Regions from separate parts of the Sus scrofa genome. Here region 1 is linked to region 2. The links are chromatin contacts, called in public HiChIP or PLAC-seq maps. All regions are on one chromosome and are shown on one strand. The core of a region is the stretch at or near the end of the contact, and the rest is flanking DNA. Distances in the headings are between cores, read along the strand shown. Region 1 holds the start of UCKL1 (uridine-cytidine kinase-like 1). Region 2 holds the start of EEF1A2 (elongation factor 1-alpha 2).

What was found. HiChIP or PLAC-seq counts read pairs in DNA pulled down with a chosen protein or histone mark.
Region 1: an H3K27ac HiChIP or PLAC-seq map of skeletal muscle shows a contact between it and region 2. The contact joins the promoter of UCKL1 here to the promoter of EEF1A2 in region 2. A contact is called at or near these places in 2 of 47 Hi-C or Micro-C datasets (retroperitoneal adipose tissue and skeletal muscle) and 2 of 2 datasets of contacts at active chromatin or transcription factors (alveolar macrophages and skeletal muscle).

What each region holds. Positions count from the first base shown.
Region 1 is chr17:62,794,501-62,797,853 of Sscrofa11.1, reverse strand. It overlaps UCKL1 (uridine-cytidine kinase-like 1), which reads left to right and starts at 1,458. Exons shown (of 16, transcript XM_021077630.1): 1 at 1,458-1,630. The coding sequence starts at 1,518. It overlaps ZNF512B (zinc finger protein 512B), which reads left to right. Exons shown (of 18, transcript XM_021077622.1): 18 at 1-1,271.
Region 2 is chr17:62,525,006-62,528,252 of Sscrofa11.1, reverse strand. It overlaps EEF1A2 (elongation factor 1-alpha 2), which reads left to right and starts at 1,874. Exons shown (of 8, transcript XM_021077778.1): 1 at 1,874-2,088.

The DNA.
Region 1 (3,353 bases), core at 209-2,708, 270 kb before region 2:
GAGGTAGAGGTGGGTCGGGCGGCCACTGCAGGGGCAGCTGCGGGAGGGGCAGGGGAGCAAGTGCTGGTGGGAGCCCCACATGCACTCTGTCCTTGTCATCAGTGGCTGGAGGCGTTGGACCTCCACGCCTCTGCTGGGGATGGCCACCTGCCCCGGCCTCTCAGGTACTTGGCCCTTGGGGAGTGGGGGCTGGTTTTGGCAGGGGGATGAGTTTCACTGTCACCCCCGAGGTCCAAGTGTGGTCCCTGGCATGGGGACCCCGCCGGATGTGTGGGAAGAGGTGGGGTGCTGGGTAACTTGATGTTTAGCACTTTAACCCCCTTCTTGGTCTTTAAGGTGGGCCTGGGGACTGCCGCCAGAAGTGGCTGCTGGGCCAGACCGCTTTCTTCCCCTCTTTCCTCCCTGCTTCCCACACTCTGGCTGGTGGATGGCAGTGGCAGGCTGGTTACAGAGCCCTCCTCCCATGGTGCCAGAGCCCTGGGCAGCTCAGCAGCATCTGCCCACTTCTCACTCTGGTGGGAGTGCAGCCAGGTAGCCTCCTGGCCTTGACTGAAACCTTCAGTGAGAGGGACCAGAGCGGCAGGCAGCCCCTACCCCGGTGCAGGGGGCATGGACCCTGCCTGAGACCCAAGCCCAGGGCACAATGCCAGGTCCCTTTCTGAAGATCTACCTCTGGCCCAGCCTCCCCCCCTTGCCCTGAGAACAGGAAACGGTTAACTCAAGGGACTGACACTTCACACAAAAATAGGATGCACTTTTTTGCTCATGCAAGGGCAGATGAGTGTCCCCCGGTGTGACTGGTGGTCTTCCCAGCTGTAGCCCCACTCCTGTCCCTCTGGTTTGGAAGGGAAAGAATGGGTGCACCCTGACCGCAGAGGGGAGGGCTGTCCCTGTGTGTCCCCAGTGGGTCCCGGGCAGTGGGCCTGCAGGCCTGGGGTTCTGGGACAGCCAGCACCTCCTGCCTGGCAGCCACACATCCTGTACTTTGGGTTTCTTGGTTTGGGTTTTTTAATGCCAGTTCTCCGTAATAAGTGCATTTCGAAAGAGAGGTTCCAGCTATCACTTGTAACCATATATATACATATATATTCTATCTACAAAGTGTTTATTTGCAAGATGTTTTGACGGTGAGCTTGGGCCCTGCCCGCCTTGTGACCATCTGTCCCCGGTCCTCGTCCCCGCTCTCCGGCCCGAGTGGCGCGGGGGCGGGCCATCAACTGTATGTATTAAAAATGACTGTATCAAATAAATGTTTATTAATTTTTTTTCCAGGGGTTTTGTGCGGCTGAGTTTGTGGGAAAGCGCGCGTTGGGAGTCTTCCCCGGACGCCGGCCGCGCAGCCTCGTGGAGCTTGCGGTCCATGAGGCGCGCGCGGCCTCGTGGGACTTGTAGTCCGCGGGGCGCGCTGGCGGGCGCGCGGCGCGGGGCCCGAACCACAGCTCCCGGCAGCCTGCGCGGCCAGCCCCGAGCCCCGCCCCGCCCCGTCCCGCCTCGCACGCGGAGAGGGCCCGGAGCTCATGGCTGCGCCCCCAGCCTCGGCCGACGCCCCCGGCCCAGCCCCGCCGCCCCCCGCGGCTGGAGACCGGCCGGAGCGGCCGGAGGGGAAGAGCGAGACCCCGTGCGAGGACCGGTAGGCGCGGCGCGCCCCTCGCGTGCCGTGGGAGGGGCGGCCCCGGGAGCCAGATCTGGACCAGTGGAGGGTCTCCGGCGCCTGGCTGGAGCGGGCCCGCGCGGACGGCCGCGGGAAGGGGCCCATGGGCAGGGCCCGCGTGGGGCCTTGGTCTGTCCCCAGTGGAGGGGGCAGCGGGCCAGCGAGCGCCTGGGCTGGGCTGCGCGCTTACCGGGCGCTCCCCAGGTCCCCAGTTTGTTCCGACCCCGCACGGACTCGGCCCTGCCCCATCGAGGCCAGAGGTCAAAATGCTGGTCAGGACGGAGCACCGTGCCCGGGGACCCTCAGGCTCTGGGGGCCTTCCAGGGGGTGCGTTTGTCACCTGGCTGGGGAGGTGGCTCCCTCTTGGAGCCTCCAGGGCCAGGCCCCAGGGTGATGGTGGATCTGTGCTCAGGGGAGGGGTGGCTGGCTCCTCTCTTCCGGGTTTGAACCGTCCTGAGGGCCAGGGCCAGCAGTGGCCACAGGCTGGAGCCAAACGAAACCTCCCCAGCCAGGCGCCTGGTCCCGGAACTTGCTGTGGTCTGGACTCCACGGCATTGTGGGTGCTGCCAGCAGAGCCGCTGGACAGGCAGGCAGAGGAATCAGGGGCGAGCTGCTGGGCGGGGTAAGGCTCCCTGAGCCTCAAGGAGCTTGTTGTGTCCCTGTAGACACACCCTCCCAGTGAGCAGTGACTCAGAGCTGGGCAGGGTGATAACGTCCTGAGTTGTCATGCCTGCTGGTCCCGGAGAACCTGATTTAGCCCGAGACCAGGTAGTCTCTGCCTACAGACACGGATTGGTACAGAGACCACACATCTCGGCGCTGGGGAAGCAATGGGCTTCCCGTCCTCAGAGCAGGGTCCCCAGGGAACAGGGGAGGGCAGCCAAGATGCTTGGGCTGTAAGCCTAGACCCATGGCATCTCACAGAGCCCCTTCGAGTCTGCCCTGAGCTGCCTCTGGACCTCATGCGGGCTTACTCTCTCCATGCTACCTGCCTTCTGTGTGATGTGGTGTTTCTCAAGCATGTACCCTCAACCCCCCCCAGTCCCTACACGCCCCCCCCCGCCGAGGGCCCCTGAGCTGGCTCTAGTCGGTGTCCAGTTGTATGTGCAGGTGCCTCTGAGCCAAGGCTCTCCCCGGCCATGATTCCAGCTTTTCCCACATCGTCGAGGCTGCACTGGTGTGGTCAGCCCACCTGGCTCTGGTTTCTTGTCTGTGTGCCCTTCTGGAAGGTCTCCCAGGAGGACTGGACCTTGGACTCCCTTTGCATCTGACGGTCGTAGCAGTGCGCCCCTCAGGCTGCCTCCTGGTGTGGTCCTGGTGGGCTGGGGCCTCCCTCTGGGAGTGGAGGAGCCTGGGTGCTCTTGCTCAGAGCAGTGGAAGCAGGGGATCCTGTAGTGCGATGTCCACGGGGTAGGGTGGGGTGGAGTCAGCGCAGGTCCCTGGAGCCTGCTTCTCCCATTTCGGGCTGCGGCCTCCCAGCCCCACAGCCCTCTGTCTGCCCTGAGATCTCTGTCCCTGAGCCAGTCTGGGACCCCCGGGCCAGGCCCCAGGGAGCAGCTCCTCCCTCCTCTGGCCTGGTTTCACTCAGCCACCAGGCAGGCTCTCTAGAGCAGCCCCACCCTGGACAGCTGTGTCTCCCTGAGAGTGGTGGGCCACTGCCCAGGGCCAGGAGGGGGGCAGCTCTTGTGGGTCGGGCCTGCCT
Region 2 (3,247 bases), core at 625-3,124:
CAGTTGCGCTTTACTAGTTAGTTGTACTGCGCAGTGCTTAGTCACCTAGCGCTGTTGGTGTGTCAGGAGGGGCCTCACACCTCCCTTTGTCTCAGCACCTGTGGTGGCCCAGCTGAGGACGCATGGCTGTGTCCCTGGAGGCCCTTTGGAGAAACCGCTGGGGACCTCTCCCCACGGTTGGCGAAGAGGCCCTTGGTGGATGCACGGTCCTCCAGTGGTGGCCACTGCTCTGGGCTCCCCTGGCATGGGCACCGCAGTGGATTTGGCTCCTTCCAGCTGCCAGCTGTGGGTGAGCCAGGAGCCCAGCCCTGAGCCAAGGTGTCTGATAAACACCCTGAGGCTGCGGGCGGTTGCTGGGCCCTCAGGGAAGCTGGGGTGGTGCCCGCAGGGACCTGCGCCTCCTGCCTCTGTGGTCTGACCCATCCCAGCCTCAGCCAGTCCCAGCAGCTCCCAGATCCCACCAGCCTTCAGCAGGAGGGGGGCCAGCGAGGTCGGGTGGGGGTGGGGTGGGTGCGCTTTCTCCACAGGCGTTTATTTTTAATTCCTGGCTCCTGTTCGATGGTATCAGCAGCTCACAGAAGTGCCTGGTCACCTGCGGGCTGCTCGTCCGCCCCGGCCTGGGGGACAGACACAGGGACAGCTGGGCAGGAGGGCCCCTCCCCCCACTCCCCAGAGAGACCCTCCCCGCGCTACCGCCTCGAGCCCCTCTTTCTTTCCTGATCTGCTGGGGTCCCGTCTTTCTGGCTCCCTGCCGGCACTGCCCCATCGGGATGTGCTGGGTGCCCGGCCCTGCTCTCACCCTCCCCTCACACATTTTTTGAGATCCTGCCCGACCTTCTCCCAGCTCCGTGGTTACAGAGATGAGCAGCTGCGAGTGCCCTGGGGGTCTGCGGCAGATGGGAGACTCGGCCATGGGCGACGGGGTCGTGGGGGGTGAACTGACAGGGCAGACGTTCCTGGAAGAGGGTCCACAGGCGAGCTCCTCGCTGCCTCATCCCCCTGCGGCTGGGGCGGGAGGCCGGGCAGGCCTCGGGGCCACAGCCCGGGACTCTGTGAGCTGAAGTGTGTCACTGGCCTACCTCATGCCCTGCGAGCCGCTGGGGCACACCCTGCGGGCGCCTGCGAGCTCTGGGGATGGAGCTCAAGCGCCTCCCCCACTGAGGGGGCCCCAGGGCAGGAAAGAGTTCTTTCCAGGGTCTCAGAGAAGGGTGGTCTGAGTGGATCTGCTGACAGAGCCTCAGGCCCCTTGGCCAAGCTGAAGGGAGCCCTAAGGCCACAGCACTCGGGCCACACCACGGGCCGGGCCGGGCCTGGCACAGAGATGCCTGGCTTTGGGGGCCTTCTAGGGCGAGCTGGTGTGGCAGGCCTATGGGGGCAAGGCCCCTGGGAACCAGCAGATCCCGGGGTCCCACCAGGAGGGCCTGCACCCCCGGGGCAGAAGCCTGGGGACACTGCTCCATTTGTAAATCAGGCTCCAAGCACGTGCACGGCCAGTGCTGGCCCCAGGGATGCAGGCTGGGGGCCGCCCAGACTCCCCACCCGGCGAGTCTGGCCCGCTCCGCCCCTGCCCCCACCGGCTCGCATCCCTGCGCCCTTCTTCTATGACTGGGGGGTCTTTCTGCTTCTCTCCCCGCGCGGGAGTGTGCCCGAGCCTGCGGTCTCAGGCTGCGCTTTGTCCGTGCTCTGCCTCTGGCTGTGGGTCTCTCCCGCCGCCACTCTCCGTCTCTGCCCCTCCTCCCTTCTGCCTCCCTCTCGGGTCCCCTGCTCTCTGCAGCCGCCGCCTGTTTTTCTCTCCCCGCCCGGGCTCCCTCCGGGTGCGTCTCGGCTCCGCCTTTGTAGTTCGCTCCCTCGCCGCATCCTCCTCTCGCGTCCCTGTCGCGCCCGCGCGCGTCCGCGGGCTCGCGGTCCCTGTATCCCTGCATCCCTCGCCTCGCCGCCCCCGGCCCCGCCCGCGCGGGTACCGCATTGCCGTACTGCAGGGGCGCAGTGCATTGCGCCTGCTCCGTCAATAGGTGGACCCCCCTCCCGGAGAGATAAAACCGCCGGCGCCGGCGCCTCCAGTCCCTCTGGCTGAGACCTCGGCTCTGGGTAAGGACGCTGGGCCTCCGGGTCCCCGCCCCCAGCTTTCTGCAGGAGGGTCCCTTCCCCGGGGACCGGTCCTTAGGGACAGAGACCGGCCGGCCCGGTGCCTGGCACAGCAGCGCTGCTCGCCGCGGAGATCGACCACCCGCCCCGCGCCCCGGGTCCCGGCACCGGGGGTCGGTCCCCTGAGAGGCCTGGGGTGGGGTGGGGGCACCCCGGTGGCGCTTGTTTATGCGGCGGCTGCGCACCTCCTGGGCGGCGGCGATCCGCGGCAGCCGTGACCTTGGGAAGGCTCGGGGGATCCCTGTGGGATTGGGGAAGGGTCCTCAGCGCGGGGGGCTGGGGGGCTGCTGAGGGTGGGCGCTGGGGGTGCCCTCCTTGACCATAGCAGGGTAGGGGGAGGCGGTGAGAAGAGACCCGAGGGGTCCTTGCCACCCTGCCCCCACCGGGGCTGCTGTGTCTACCTGGGGCTGGCCCCCTAGGGTGCCCCTTTTTTGCCCGCTTTCCCTTCCCCAGCCACCTGTCCCCTCCTGGGCTGCCTAGGTTTCTCCTTTGACCTCCAGAATGGGCAGGGGCTGTGACCCTGTCAGCAGAGGAAAGGGGGAGGGGATGGCCCCCTGTCCCCACCAGGCTGAGGGCATCCCTGGCTGGCATCTGCTGAGCTTGGCTGCCGGGGCCAGATCCTCCCTCCTCAGGACAGAGCAGGGACCCCCACCCGCCTGCCCTACTGTCCACCCTGTCCCCATCCAGGGAGGGCCTGAGCTATTCTGGGGCCCTGATCTGGGCACCGCATCACCCAGCCTGAGCTCTGGCCCAGCCTGCTCCCTGGTGCCAGCCTGCCCGGCAGGGACGAGCCGAAGATGGCGTCGTCCTTGTTAGAGGGAGTGAAAAGCACTGACCGTCTCTCCGTGTGGCAGCTCTGGGGTGGGGGTGGGGTGAGAGAGGGGACAGTGTCCCAGCCCAGGACTCTGGGTCGGGGAGCAAGCACTGGGGACAGGGCACGGAGAGCCGAGCAGGGTGAGTCATCTCCTGACTGGTCATGGGGCTCACCCAGCCTGGGTGTCTCCATCTCTCCAGATGGGGGGGTGCCTTCTTTCACGGGGCACGGGGCGGGGGGGGGGCTCTGTGGGCACCGCACAGACATTTACGGCTCTTGGACCGTGTG